Regions from separate parts of the Mus musculus genome. Here all the other regions are linked to region 3. Evidence: chromatin contacts called from public HiChIP or PLAC-seq data. All regions are on one chromosome and are shown on one strand. The core of a region is the stretch at or near the end of the contact, and the rest is flanking DNA. Distances in the headings are between cores, read along the strand shown.

Region 1 (2,777 bases), core at 126-2,625, 350 kb after region 3:
TTGTTTTCAAACTTTAAGCTCAGTAATTTCGATCTCTGAAAATATTCCTCTAGGATATGCTAACAAGTTCAGTGTTGTCATCTCCACTTTCAACTTTCCTCAAGTTACTTCTGTTGGAGGAGTATACTCAAGCTGTAAGCATGCTTCAGTTTAAAGCAGTTTCACTTACACTGGATGTTGTTGCTCTTACACCACAATACACTGAAAACTTGGGGTACATGTTAAAAAAACATGCTTTTCTGTAAAAATCAAATACAGGAGCTGTGTCTTTGATTCAAAGTGACAACATCTGGCTTGTTTGTTAATTCTAGATTTTTGGTTTCATATTCTGTACAGTATGTGAGTGTATACTTTTCAGTTTTGTTTTTGTTTTTGTTTTTTAAATCCAGGACAATTTTGAGTCATGACACCAATACTTTAGGAGTTTGGTCATGCTGTTTGTATGGAATTCTGAGGCTTTGATTTAAACCTTACCTTGTATTGTGAATTTCATTTAGATGTATTCTACTAAGTGAAACTTGACAAATAAATCTTCCTTTTAAAAACTGGAAATGCTTATTTTTGAAAGATAATTCTATTCTTAAAAATATCATGTGAATACATGATCGCCCATTCCATAGTCAAAAGTGAGCGTGTTTGAACCATTGGGAGCTTGACCACAGACATTAATGTCTAGGAATGGCAGGAAGCTTCCATGTGAGCTGTAAGTATTTGCAGCCCATACTCAGGTGCTCTAACACTGTCTTCCTTGGAGCTTGGTGATTTTAGAAAGCACTGGGAATCTTTTCATATTTATACAGGAGCAACATTCCCTAACACCAGTCCACCTGGTTGAATTTAACTGCTGGTTTCAGGAGCACAGCCTAAACACATTGCTCACCAAGCTATGTTTCTATACTGCCTATACCCACAAAACCCAAACTACCTACATAATCTCATTTTACTTTTGCCAAATTCATTTTATCTTTGGGTGTGTTTGATGTTCAAATTATTCTCTCTCATTTTAAAGAAAGACATAGCCCAATCACAGTGGTGAATTATTGAAACTTGAGCTATTTAATTCTATTTAGAGAGTTGTTGGGAGAATAAAAACAAGATAATGCATAGGAAATATTCTAGCTCAGATGCCAGCACATAAGTGCTTGGTAAATGTTAGCTTAATGTCAGATAGTTCCTTACCCGTAGCAAAGCATTTGTCAGCTTTGGTTCATGAAGCACCCTAATGCCTTGGAGGCATTTTTAGAGTTCCTTGAAAGAAACTGTGGTCACAGCACACAAGCTTCAAATTTCTCTGCTGCAACACACAGTGTGGATTGTAAATATGAAATAAGAAACCTAACCCATAGCATTTTTGCAAAGTTGAATGGTTAAGAAAATCGTACTGAAACCATATCTGTGGAATTTGTCATCATAACATAGAAGTGACTCAGCTTTATAGCACCTCCTTTATATGACCTTGGTCAGTTTATCCTGTTCCTCAGCATCCTGCTTCCTTCAACTGAAAAAAGAAAGACATGTTGGTAACATGAATCTTTGGGAGACTGACAGTAAAACGAAATGTGTTCTAAATCTTAGAAACACAGCAAATTTTACACAGGCAAGAAGATGAGAACCACCTTATACCACCACCACCACCACCACCACCACCACCAATAATAATAATAATAATAATAATAGAAAATAAGAAAAAACTAAAGAAAATGAGCAGATGATTCCATGCTCACCTGCCTCCTTCCACAGGCAGGTTTAAACTTAGAGACTCTAAAAGAATCTGGAAACACCATAACTTCAGAACACAAGGGAGCACTTTATGGTCTGGGTAACATAAGAGTGAATACATGTCTAACCAAAAGGCAAAAAGTAAACAGGACAGGATAAACTCTAATTTAATGTCCCTGGGATGGATCTCTATAGCGAGGGAAATGATAGCAAATAAAGTTGATAAAAACAGAAATAAAAGCATATTATATCATTATAATGAATATAAACACACCTAAAAATAAAAAGAGAAAGGGGTGGATGTAGTTAAGATGTAGACAAACTAAGGCATTCTCCCAGAGAGTAAATCAACAAATGACATCTGATATGAATGAATGCATGCATAGAAATCGTATTGTACTTCTGCTTCAGCTATTAATGTAAACAAAAGAACAAGAAAAATAACTTTTCTAATGACATACTGACTTGAAAGCAGATTTGGGTGGAAAAGTTGGGGGTTTTGAACTCAAATTCTTCTTAGCATTTGTTTTTCTTAAATATGGAATGAAATATGGCAAAAACATGCAATTCAAAAATGCTTGTATCTTCTTAAACATTCCCAGAAATGATCAGAGATGCTGCAATCCCTCTTCATTGATAGCATTCAGGGTCTCATTACCCTTCCTTTCTTCACACCTATCCTGCTCACTCTGATGACCTCTAGACATAAGCAGTTTTGTCTATTTAAATTAATTACAACATAATAATTTTAATTTCTAAATCTAAACCTGCCATATTTCATGATTACTAGTCCCTGTATCGGGCAACACAGAATGAAGAACTTTGGATCCTTCTAGTATCCCAAAATGTTCTATTACAATTTATTCTCATATATCTAAATATTTGAAGCGATCATACACATATGAAAAGGAGCATGCTATGTTTGTCTTTCTGGGTCTGGTTTGCCCCCTTCAGATTTATCATTTCAAGGTCTATCCACTTAGGTGCAAACATCGTCACCATTTCCCTTTTTACACCTGAATAATGTCATGTTGTGTAAACACAGCACACTTTCCTTA
Region 2 (3,189 bases), core at 680-3,179, 410 kb after region 3:
CTAAGCAAAAATATTCTAGAAACTCTGTGCCCTGTCTTATGGTATGGATGCTAAGTGTTCTCAGGAGGGCCATGTGGTAAAAGCTTGGCCACAGCCTATAGCAGTTCTTGGACATACTAGAACTTTCTGGAGATGGACCCAATAAGGTGGAGTTAGATTACAGGGACACCACCTTGAACTTTGCCTCTCCTCTTTTTGCTTTCTGGTGACCATGACCTGAGCAGACTTCTTCATCAAACACTTCAGCCATGGCTGCCTCATCTCAGGCCTCAAGACATGACCAAGAGATGACATAAACTATAAAAACTGAGCTAAAAATAGATCTTTTCTTTTTTTATTTTAAGTTCATTTAAGTATTTTCCTGAGTGGACAGCCGGTTGAGACACCCTCAACACCTTGGGCCTGGTGAAGTCTGCGTGATACTATCAGGTTCCATGCCTCAATGAAGAACACCTTCTATATTTTACACATGAGAACCTCTAAAAAATAAAAAAAGATCAGTCTCACAAAGCTTAACTTCTATAAATATAGAACTGCCCACCCCAAGTCCACAGTGATGTTGATCTGGAAATGCATCCAGTTTAAAGACATATAATTACATTCTGGGGCATTTTTAAAGAAAAAAATCATTTCTGTGGCCAAACTTAGGAACTGTATCCCATATCCCAGAGGTTTCACTCCAATGGCTGTGAGTAGCCCTCTGTTTCCCAATAGCTACAGGCAAACTGTCAGTCTAGCTAAATTAGATAAGGAAGGACGCTCATTTCCTTGGACTTCAGACCAATGAAAACCTTTCAACTATAAGAATTTTTGCAAGAAAGGATTTGAAGTAGCAAGGCATCTGTATCTCAAAATAGGCTGTCATCAGGCCATTTTCAACATATATTTTTTTTCCTTCTGGCTTCTAGACAAACACAACACGATTTCCACATAGGAGTGGGCAGACAGCACCTTCGTCATAGTCTTTGTGCTGGTCAATGGAAAGACCTTGGGGGCAGCTTCCAATATGCCTGGGCACGTTCACAATTTTTGTGGCTTTTCTCAACAGTGTTTTCCAGTTAAGAACTGTGAACATTTCAACCACAAGCTAAGGGCCCCCCAATAAAGGTCTATGTCATGGAAGATGGGGTACACTGAACTTTAAGAAAGCCAACACTTAGGAAAGATAGCGATTTTTTTTTCTAGGCTAATCAGTGGGGAAAAGAAAGAGAGACGGAGACCAATTAGACAGCAAGGACTGAACAACCTATTCCGATCGTCTCCTCCATCCATCTTTGTGCAGGGACAATAGTAATAAGCCTGGGTTGAGAACTCGTGTCCCCAGTCTTCGTGTGACCCCCCCCCCCCCCCCCCAGAATGTGCTCTTTGTCACTGTCTACCAGGATAATCAGCTCAAGGAGGACTGAAATGAAGGAGAGAGTGAACATTTTTCAAATTCTGGATCTTTGGAGAATCCTTCCTGTAGCCTCCTCTGAGTGAGCCCCCTTCACTCCTTCTGTGCCACCTGGGTCACAAGTATCAGCATTTGCCACACGCCGTATACTTAATACTTCTCCAATCTCACCGTTTGCCCCGGAAAAACGAATACTTCACACATTGCTCCCCAGAGCTCAGCTCTGGCATGCTTGGCACACTGCAAGAACTGAATAGATACTGAATTAATGGGCTGACTCCTAACTCCATGGAGATAAGGAAGAGAAGGGGGAGGAGGGCGACTCTTAGAGAAGCTGACTTCCACTTCACTCAGGGAAAATCATGACAAGCAAAGTCTTCCCCAAGTCAATTCTGTTTTACCAGAAGTCCTCTGAGGCTGGACAACTAACAGTCCGGATGCCCGAAAAGGGAAGTCTGCTTTGAATGGTCACCAGTTTACTGATTCTGTGAGTATTCCATTCCAGGCCATTAGCCTCCTGGTTGATCTATGAGAAGAGTCTCTCGCGCCACCTTCCTGTAGGAGGCGGTACTGTCTCCCAGGTCTGTCAGCATCTGAGCTGGCTACTGAACTCCACTGAGCTCTGGCAGTAAATTTAAAGAGAGAACTTTGAGCAGGAGAGGTCTGCGGTTGGGAAATCATCTTAATCATCCACGATTGAGCGGATTTGATTAGAAGAGTGATCTCAGCAGTCAACATGAAACCTTACACAGACAGTAGGAGTCTCCGATGCATTCCCAGAAGAAAATCCCCGCAAATGAGATCTGAAAATCGGTCATATCCCCTTTTTCTTTTTTTTGAACTGTCACTTTATGGATTCGAAAGGAAATTCGTGTACAATCACAGAGCTAGTGCCTTGTAGAGTTGGCACAAAATTCAGCTGATTACAAGGCCAGAATTCATTTCGTTGCCCAATGCTGTGGAGCCCACTATAATATAACACTTAATTATACAGGTTTGGCAATACAAGCCAAAGCATATCCCAAACATAATAATAGATGCTTAAACTACATATGGGAAAAGCATGCTATAACTTGGTTAGCCTATGACGTGAAGACATTCTGAAGGGACTGTTTGCACTGTTTTCCCACCAAGGGCTGAGTTGTACTCTTGTACCAGGTGGGGAGGGTTAACTGTGCTGTAAACTGTAAAACACATGATCTCACCAAGAGTCCAAACCAAATTCAAGAGACTGCATATGAGCAAACCACTAGGCTTTCCAATAGAGTACCTGCTTACACTGACCAACATCCCTGAAATGCTGTTATTAATTTCCGTCTTTACTGATGAGAATTGGCTGACAAGAAATAAGAGTCAGTATGTGAAGCCACTTTGCTTTGTGATCCAAGCCTGAGTTTTCCTGAGTAGTCAGGGCCCCACAGTTGTTTATGTCTCTGTAACTGTAATTTTACCTAAGTTGCTTTGCCCTTCTGGGTCTTATATAGTCTCTATGGGTCCCTCTATCTCCAGAATTTTTCTGACACAAATATTATGATTGGGAGAAAAGGATTTATAGGTCAATAATGTAGAGAAGTAATGAAACAGTTTTCTTTGAGGCTGTAACCCCTGGTGGGTCAACCACAGTCCCCTGGAAAGTCACATTTCCAGGACTACATGGCAATGCAAATTGGACTTGATGGGTTTAAATTAATGAAGAGGAAACAAAGTTAGGTGAGTGGGAAAGGTCTGGGAGGAGTCGGGGGAGGGAGATGAATATGTTTTGTGAAATTCTCAAAGATCTAATAAAAATGGCAAAA
Region 3 (2,851 bases), core at 308-2,807:
CTCTGAAGTTTAGGTTTTAAGGAAAATATTTATTAAAAGTCAACAGTTTGCTTTAAACAAAATCTGAGCATCTAGGCAAATATGAGATGTTTTTATTTTGTTATTTGCTTGTTTATTTCTACTTAGTGATGTATTTTCTTTTCTCTGTATGTGCATGTGTATGCATATTCATGTATGTTGAATATAATGCATGTATACACGTGCGCATATGTATGTGTACACTAGAGGACATCATTGGATGTCATTCACTCTTAGGCTAAACACACTTTCTATTTGAGAAAGTGGCTCCCACTGGCCTGTGGCTCACCAGGCAGGCTACACTGGCTATCTGGTGAGGCCTGAAGGCTGTCCTGTCTTTAGGCTCCCAGCACAGATCTCTAGCACATGCTACCACCGCCAGTTTTGTAGGTGGGTACTGGGGATCAAGTTCAGATCTTCACACTTGTGGAACCAACAAACCTCTCCCCAGCTTGACATTTTTCCTGTGATCAGAGAATGAACCGGATGACATTTTTCCCCCCTTGCTTCCCTCTAAGAGAATTAGAAGGCAGAAGCTTCTATTTAGTAATTACAGAGTTAAAGGCCAGGATGCTGGGGAGGTTAAATCTGGTGACCTTTGAGATCGTCTCTAACCCAAAGAGTTCTATAATTACACAGATACAGACACACTCACACGGACACACTCACTCGCCAGAGCTAGCAAAACAAACAAACAAAATTCAATAAATGGACATGATAAGTAAGCAGTGTTTTTTAATTAGGTATTTTCCTCATTTACATTTCCAATGCTATCCCAAAAGTCCCCCCCACACTCCCCTACCCACCCACTCCCACTTTTTGGCCCTGGCATTCCCCTGTACTGGGGCATATAAAGTTGTAAGCAGTGTCTTTAATGTCAGTGTCACTTAGTGTTCAATGTCTTAGCCTCCAGAAAATCATTCTCCCTGTGAAATAAAGAGGAAACTTACCAAATGACCTAATAACATTTGGGTCTGGCTGGGTTCTCCAGTTCTCCTGGGAATTGACCTCTGATTTGTGAGTCCTAGTCTACCTATAAGGAAATAATTGTTGGTTTGGTGATGTATCAGATCGTCTGAATTTCCAAGATGTGTACAAAATTAAGATGCTCTGGCATCTCTAATGAGGTCCGTCAACCCTGCTAACACAGCTTCTCGTCATGACTTCTTGCAGCCACAGTAGCTTGAAGCTGTCTGACACATTTACTGTCTAAAGACTCACCTAAAATAAGATTCCCAAGGAAGAATTTGGAGGAGTGAAAAAATAAATCAATGCAAGAATGAGAATTGCTTAGAGAGAATGATTCTGACACAACAAGAGGGGATTAATTAACATACAGGAAGGATGCCTCACTTGCTAACACTGAGAGTTTTTGTTTGCTTGATTTTTTCCCCCGAGTTACACATTGTGGAGGAAAGTGCATATAGAAAAACATTACATCAAGATCAAGATAACTTTCAGAGGTATTGCTTCATCTTACTTTGACTCAGCTTCCCAGAAAAAGAAAAAAAAAAATATCACTGCTGGTAGTTTTTGGAACATCTTGTCCTCATTTAAAAAGCAGGAGAGCAGGAGTTGAGTATGAGCAGAGGTGAAGCTTTTCCGTGATGTGAGGGGCCTTGATGCTTTCAGATACAGCAAGCTTTAGCTGCTCAGCGAGACTGCAAGTGCACACCCAAACTACTATCTCCTCGTTACCCACGTCTCTGCTTATTCTTCCCTGGAAGCCCACTTCTGTCTGCAGTAACAGTCATGTCTCTGGCATCCTGTCTTACTACAAAGGGAGGATTGGATGTCCTGCTTAGCCTTCTTGAAAGGGCAGACTTGTAAAAAACTAGATCATTTTACCACCAAGGCTGGGGAAGGATGGATGGAGATATATATATATATATATATATATATATATATATATATCGGCTATAGACATATATATATGCTCGGCTATTTTATATATATATATATAATATATATATACTCGGCTATTACAGCCCAAGTCTTGGAAATGAAGCAGAGATTCATTGCACTTTGTCATGAAGCACGGCAGTCTAGGCATCAAATTTAGCATTGAATAAACACTAAATATCTGAGAGGGAAGGTCTTACAAAATGACTGGTAGTATGATATTCATATTATTGCTGAGGGAGGGTTAGCTTTAAGAAATAAAACACAGATGCATGGTTTTAAAGGACAGACCCTACATTCAGAGACCTGGTCATCTGGCTGGCTCATTCATCGGTTGGCTGTATACTCTTGGGCTGCACCCTTCCTTTACTGTGCATCTGTGTCTTTATTAGTAAAAAGTTCACATGCCAGCCCATCTTCCCCTTCCATCCTGGCCCTGTCATCCTGAGAGAGAGGGTGAGCTTATGTGACCTGGTTTTCCAGTAAATTCAAAATAGGTGCTCTGCTTGGAAGGCTAAAATTTGGGTCACAGACCAGAAGTAAATTAGCTGAATATCTCAATGAATTCCTAGACTTATTATTACATAGTTTGTTTACTTAACTGTCATCAAAGGAATGCTTCCAAACCCTTATGATTTGACATGCAAACATGAGCAACATCTGTCACTATCACACTCAAGCAAACTGGGTTTCTGATGTGCTCTCAGTCCTACTGAGGATGATCATCCCACTAAAACAACAGGCAGGCAGACAAACGTTAAATGGGGAATTATCCATCAAAGAAGTTAAGCAGTTCACCAACTTCCCGGATGTTGTTGGGAGCTGACCTGATTCACAGCACAGACAATGTCTAGACCTTTCGCCCATGGGCAAGGATTTTGCAGATAAGTGAGAGATCAGCCAAAGAAACCTTTAGCAGTTCTTGGTCATA
Region 4 (3,067 bases), core at 281-2,780, 380 kb after region 3:
GGGTCAGAACCCACTGACTGAGAACTGCTGGCTTAGTGTCTATGATTCCCTGAACTTAAGTTCTTGGAACAGAACTCTGAGTGGAAAGCTTAAGCCAGTTTTCAATTCTGATTTCTTCAGATATAAATGCAACTCCTGAACTAGCTTTTCTAATGGGTTAAGGGAATCTCTTCAGTTCGCTAAGAAAGGGTCACCTAACCCATCCTACATGCCCTGTCTTCAGTGCCACCACTTCAGACCCTGTTCATGCAGTTGTAGCCAGTGAGGGACCCAGACCCCATGTTCCAGAATCAAATCAGATGATCTCTGAGCCTGCTTGGCCATCATTTGATCTTTCCATACCAGTGCAAACACTCATAGAAACCTTGAAGAAGTGAAAGATTCTCCTTGTGACTTTGTTTATATCTGTGTTCTCTCCTCTGCATTTGGCCTCCATTTCTATAGTTCTGAAAGCAAGGAAGGCGATGTGGTCTTTATTCCTGGTAAACTTCAATATCTTATAGAAAGAGGCCAAAATAGAGCAACAGCTTCATGAGAGAGCAAGTCTTTCCAGGAGAGAATTTGGTAGAAAGTTCGTGATGATCAATTTTAGGATCCTAGACTTCATAAGTTAGAAGGAACTTTCCAAGATGTTTTCCATATCATCTTCCTCTCTCTTTCTCTCCCTCTCCATTCCTTCCTCCCCCTCCCTCCCTTTCTCCCTTCTCTCTCTCTTTCTCTCTCTCTCTCACACATACACCACACACACCACACACACATACACACCACACACACACACACACACACACACACACACACACACACACACACTAAGAACTAGAATTTTCAAAAGGCCTCAGTTCTCTTTAGACCCATGTTAATTATCTGCTTTACTCGGTGACTCACAATTCTAAAACACAGTTATTGGCAGTGTAGAAAGCCGAGGCAATTACTGTTTTCAATCACCACAGCAAACTGGGTTTACCTTCTATAGCGACAAAGCAAGGGCATGCTGAAAGAGTCAGTTTATAACGAAGAAATTACACACACCAGACCAGAGGACTACGTACAGGAAGAAGTATGTTTTAAGCACACAAAGTAACTCCCAGTTGAGTGGAAAGACGCATCCTTTTAATCACAAGCTTTATAAGACAGGATCGAGGCTCTTTAGGAAGGTGTCCTGAGATGCTCTATCCATGCCTTCTCTGAGTTAAAATTTGTTCATTCCCTGAATCTGTTGTTCTTGCAGGAGAAGCTATGCATTATTTTGTGTAGACGAGCACAGCCAACTTCCTGACTCCTGCTCTCCTAGCTCTCCCAGGAGTCCTCTAGGCCTCCCAAGAGTCTCTGCTGAGGCATGAGCCAAAGACTGCTCCCCAGAATGAGAAATAGCAGCTTCCATTATTACCTCCGTCAGCAGCCCCTCCTTTCCACTCATCTCAAATCTCAAAGCTGCACCACAGAATTAAAAACATAGCTAGAGGCACTGAATGGAGATTTATGAGGAAGCACAGATATTAACTCTTACTCTAAACGCAGGGCGTGTGCTTGTAAGTACTGGTGAGCAAACACGGGGAGGCCACAGGAGGGGTGGGGGCAGGACAGAGCAGCTCAGAACAGCACGGCTTATTTTCTTCCTGTGTCCTTTCTCCTACCTCACAGCTTTCATTGTTGAAAGGCCGATCTTCTAGACCCACTGAAATGTTAGTCCCTTGCTTATTTAATCTGGACAAAAGCAGGGGCCCAGTTGGCATCGTGGTGGGTATTCAAGTCTCCCTTGTTCATTGAATGACCTCAGATGAAATATTTTCCATGACAAGAACCCAAAAGACGCTGGCACAGAGTCAGACAATGAGATCTGCAGAATGTGTTTACATTCTCTCCCTGTCCCTAGGCTGTTCCAAGCCCATAGGCAGGTGCTGCCTTTATCTACTCTCTTTGCTCACCTGGCTCCCTCCCAGAAGTTTCCAGGGCCTTGGGCTCTGGGAGATTAACCATTTACTGGCATGAGCAACCAAGGAACAACGTAGATTCTGTTAAAGGAGGGAAAATAAGCGACAAAGGCAGATGTGCTGCAGCCTTCATAAGCAGAGCCTTGAAGACTTTGTGGTTCCATGTAGAACTTTCCAGAACCCAGTACCCTGACAGATAGCTATCTTACTTGATGACTTGAAAAGGTTATTTCTCTATAGGTGTCCATCTATGAAACCACGGAGATAAAGATACATTATCTCGAGGGGTTTTGGTCTCTGTTTCCCATTTTTAAAAGGACCTGTGCTGAAAGACCAATTTTTGTCTTGCATCTGCTAAACAAGACATCAATAAAAATGGCTGCTTAATGAGTGTAAAAAAAAAGAAACTAAAGGAACTTGCTGAGACCTGACCTGAAGGTGGTTTTTAACTGTAGGCATACAGACCTCAAGGTATTAAATCAAAGGCACAAACCAAATAACCTGAGAGTGAATTGTTACAAAAAGGGTCACCAAGTGAGTTGTGGGTATCCCACACTGAGGGTCCATAAGGCCCTCACAAAGGTGGTCTATCTGCTTTGGAGGAACAGTTTCTGAGCAGTCAAGTCCATGGTGGAGGGGAAGAAGACCCCGACCAAGGGTTTACCCCAAGTTCTTATTATTCATAGTGTTAAAATGTGCATATGAATGATATTGTCAAATTACAACTGTATTACAATGCTACATTTTAGGATAATAAGCTTCCTAGACTGGCAATCAGTTAAACTGGCTCACAATAACAGTCTTTGTGGCTTGGACCTGGGTACTCTTCTGAGTTGCTATTTCTCTTCTTGTAAGATAAGGGTAACTCTACATTATATCATCTCTGGGGGATCTAGTATCCTACTTCTGACCCACCAGGGGCAAAGGGTTGTGTACTTTTGCATTCTGTTTAAATGACATGGAAGTGTTCCTGGTTTTTTTGTTTTTTTGTTGTTGTTGTTGTTTTGTTTTATGCAGAACTTATGAGGGTAGATTTTTTTAGAAGGTATTTATTCTAAAAAGCATCCACTTACTGTCTTAGATTATGCTAAAAATAATTTTTCAATCTTGTAATAAAAGTTGTCCCAGTCCCCAGA

The links. HiChIP or PLAC-seq counts read pairs in DNA pulled down with a chosen protein or histone mark.
Region 1: a CTCF HiChIP or PLAC-seq map of the NIH/3T3 cell line shows a contact between it and region 3, with 9 read pairs. The contact joins two enhancer-like sites.
Region 2: a contact with region 3 is called in a CTCF HiChIP or PLAC-seq map of the NIH/3T3 cell line, with 10 read pairs. The contact joins two enhancer-like sites. A contact is called at or near these places in 2 of 15 datasets of contacts at CTCF or cohesin (the NIH/3T3 cell line and pro-B cells), 17 of 484 Hi-C or Micro-C datasets (3T3-L1-derived adipocytes, the AML12 cell line, the C2C12 cell line and 12 more), 2 of 115 datasets of contacts at active chromatin or transcription factors (the NIH/3T3 cell line and embryonic stem cells) and 1 of 9 other capture datasets (embryonic stem cells).
Region 4: a CTCF HiChIP or PLAC-seq map of the NIH/3T3 cell line shows a contact between it and region 3, with 6 read pairs. The contact joins two enhancer-like sites.

The regions. Positions count from the first base shown.
Region 1 is chr16:25,438,784-25,441,560 of GRCm38.p6, reverse strand. No RefSeq gene overlaps it. Among named protein-coding and RNA genes, the nearest start is that of Tprg, 150 kb to the right of the region's middle. Within about 2 kb of position 1,375, at least 27 of the 459 cell types and tissues checked have an H3K27ac peak or open chromatin away from gene starts, as enhancers often do. A contact at or near this core is called in the NIH/3T3 cell line, where this site is marked.
Region 2 is chr16:25,375,636-25,378,824 of GRCm38.p6, reverse strand. The region is part of intron 4 of Tprg (transformation related protein 63 regulated); the gene reads right to left. Among named protein-coding and RNA genes, the nearest start is that of Tprg, 90 kb to the right of the region's middle. Within about 2 kb of position 1,929, at least 33 of the 459 cell types and tissues checked have an H3K27ac peak or open chromatin away from gene starts, as enhancers often do. A contact at or near this core is called in the NIH/3T3 cell line, where this site is marked.
Region 3 is chr16:25,785,352-25,788,202 of GRCm38.p6, reverse strand. The region is part of intron 3 of Trp63 (transformation related protein 63); the gene reads right to left. Among named protein-coding and RNA genes, the nearest start is that of Gm24928, 84 kb to the right of the region's middle. Within about 2 kb of position 1,557, at least 15 of the 459 cell types and tissues checked have an H3K27ac peak or open chromatin away from gene starts, as enhancers often do. A contact at or near this core is called in the NIH/3T3 cell line, where this site is marked.
Region 4 is chr16:25,406,099-25,409,165 of GRCm38.p6, reverse strand. All of the region lies in intron 4 of Tprg (transformation related protein 63 regulated), which reads right to left. Among named protein-coding and RNA genes, the nearest start is that of Tprg, 120 kb to the right of the region's middle. Within about 2 kb of position 1,530, at least 107 of the 459 cell types and tissues checked have an H3K27ac peak or open chromatin away from gene starts, as enhancers often do. A contact at or near this core is called in the NIH/3T3 cell line, where this site is marked.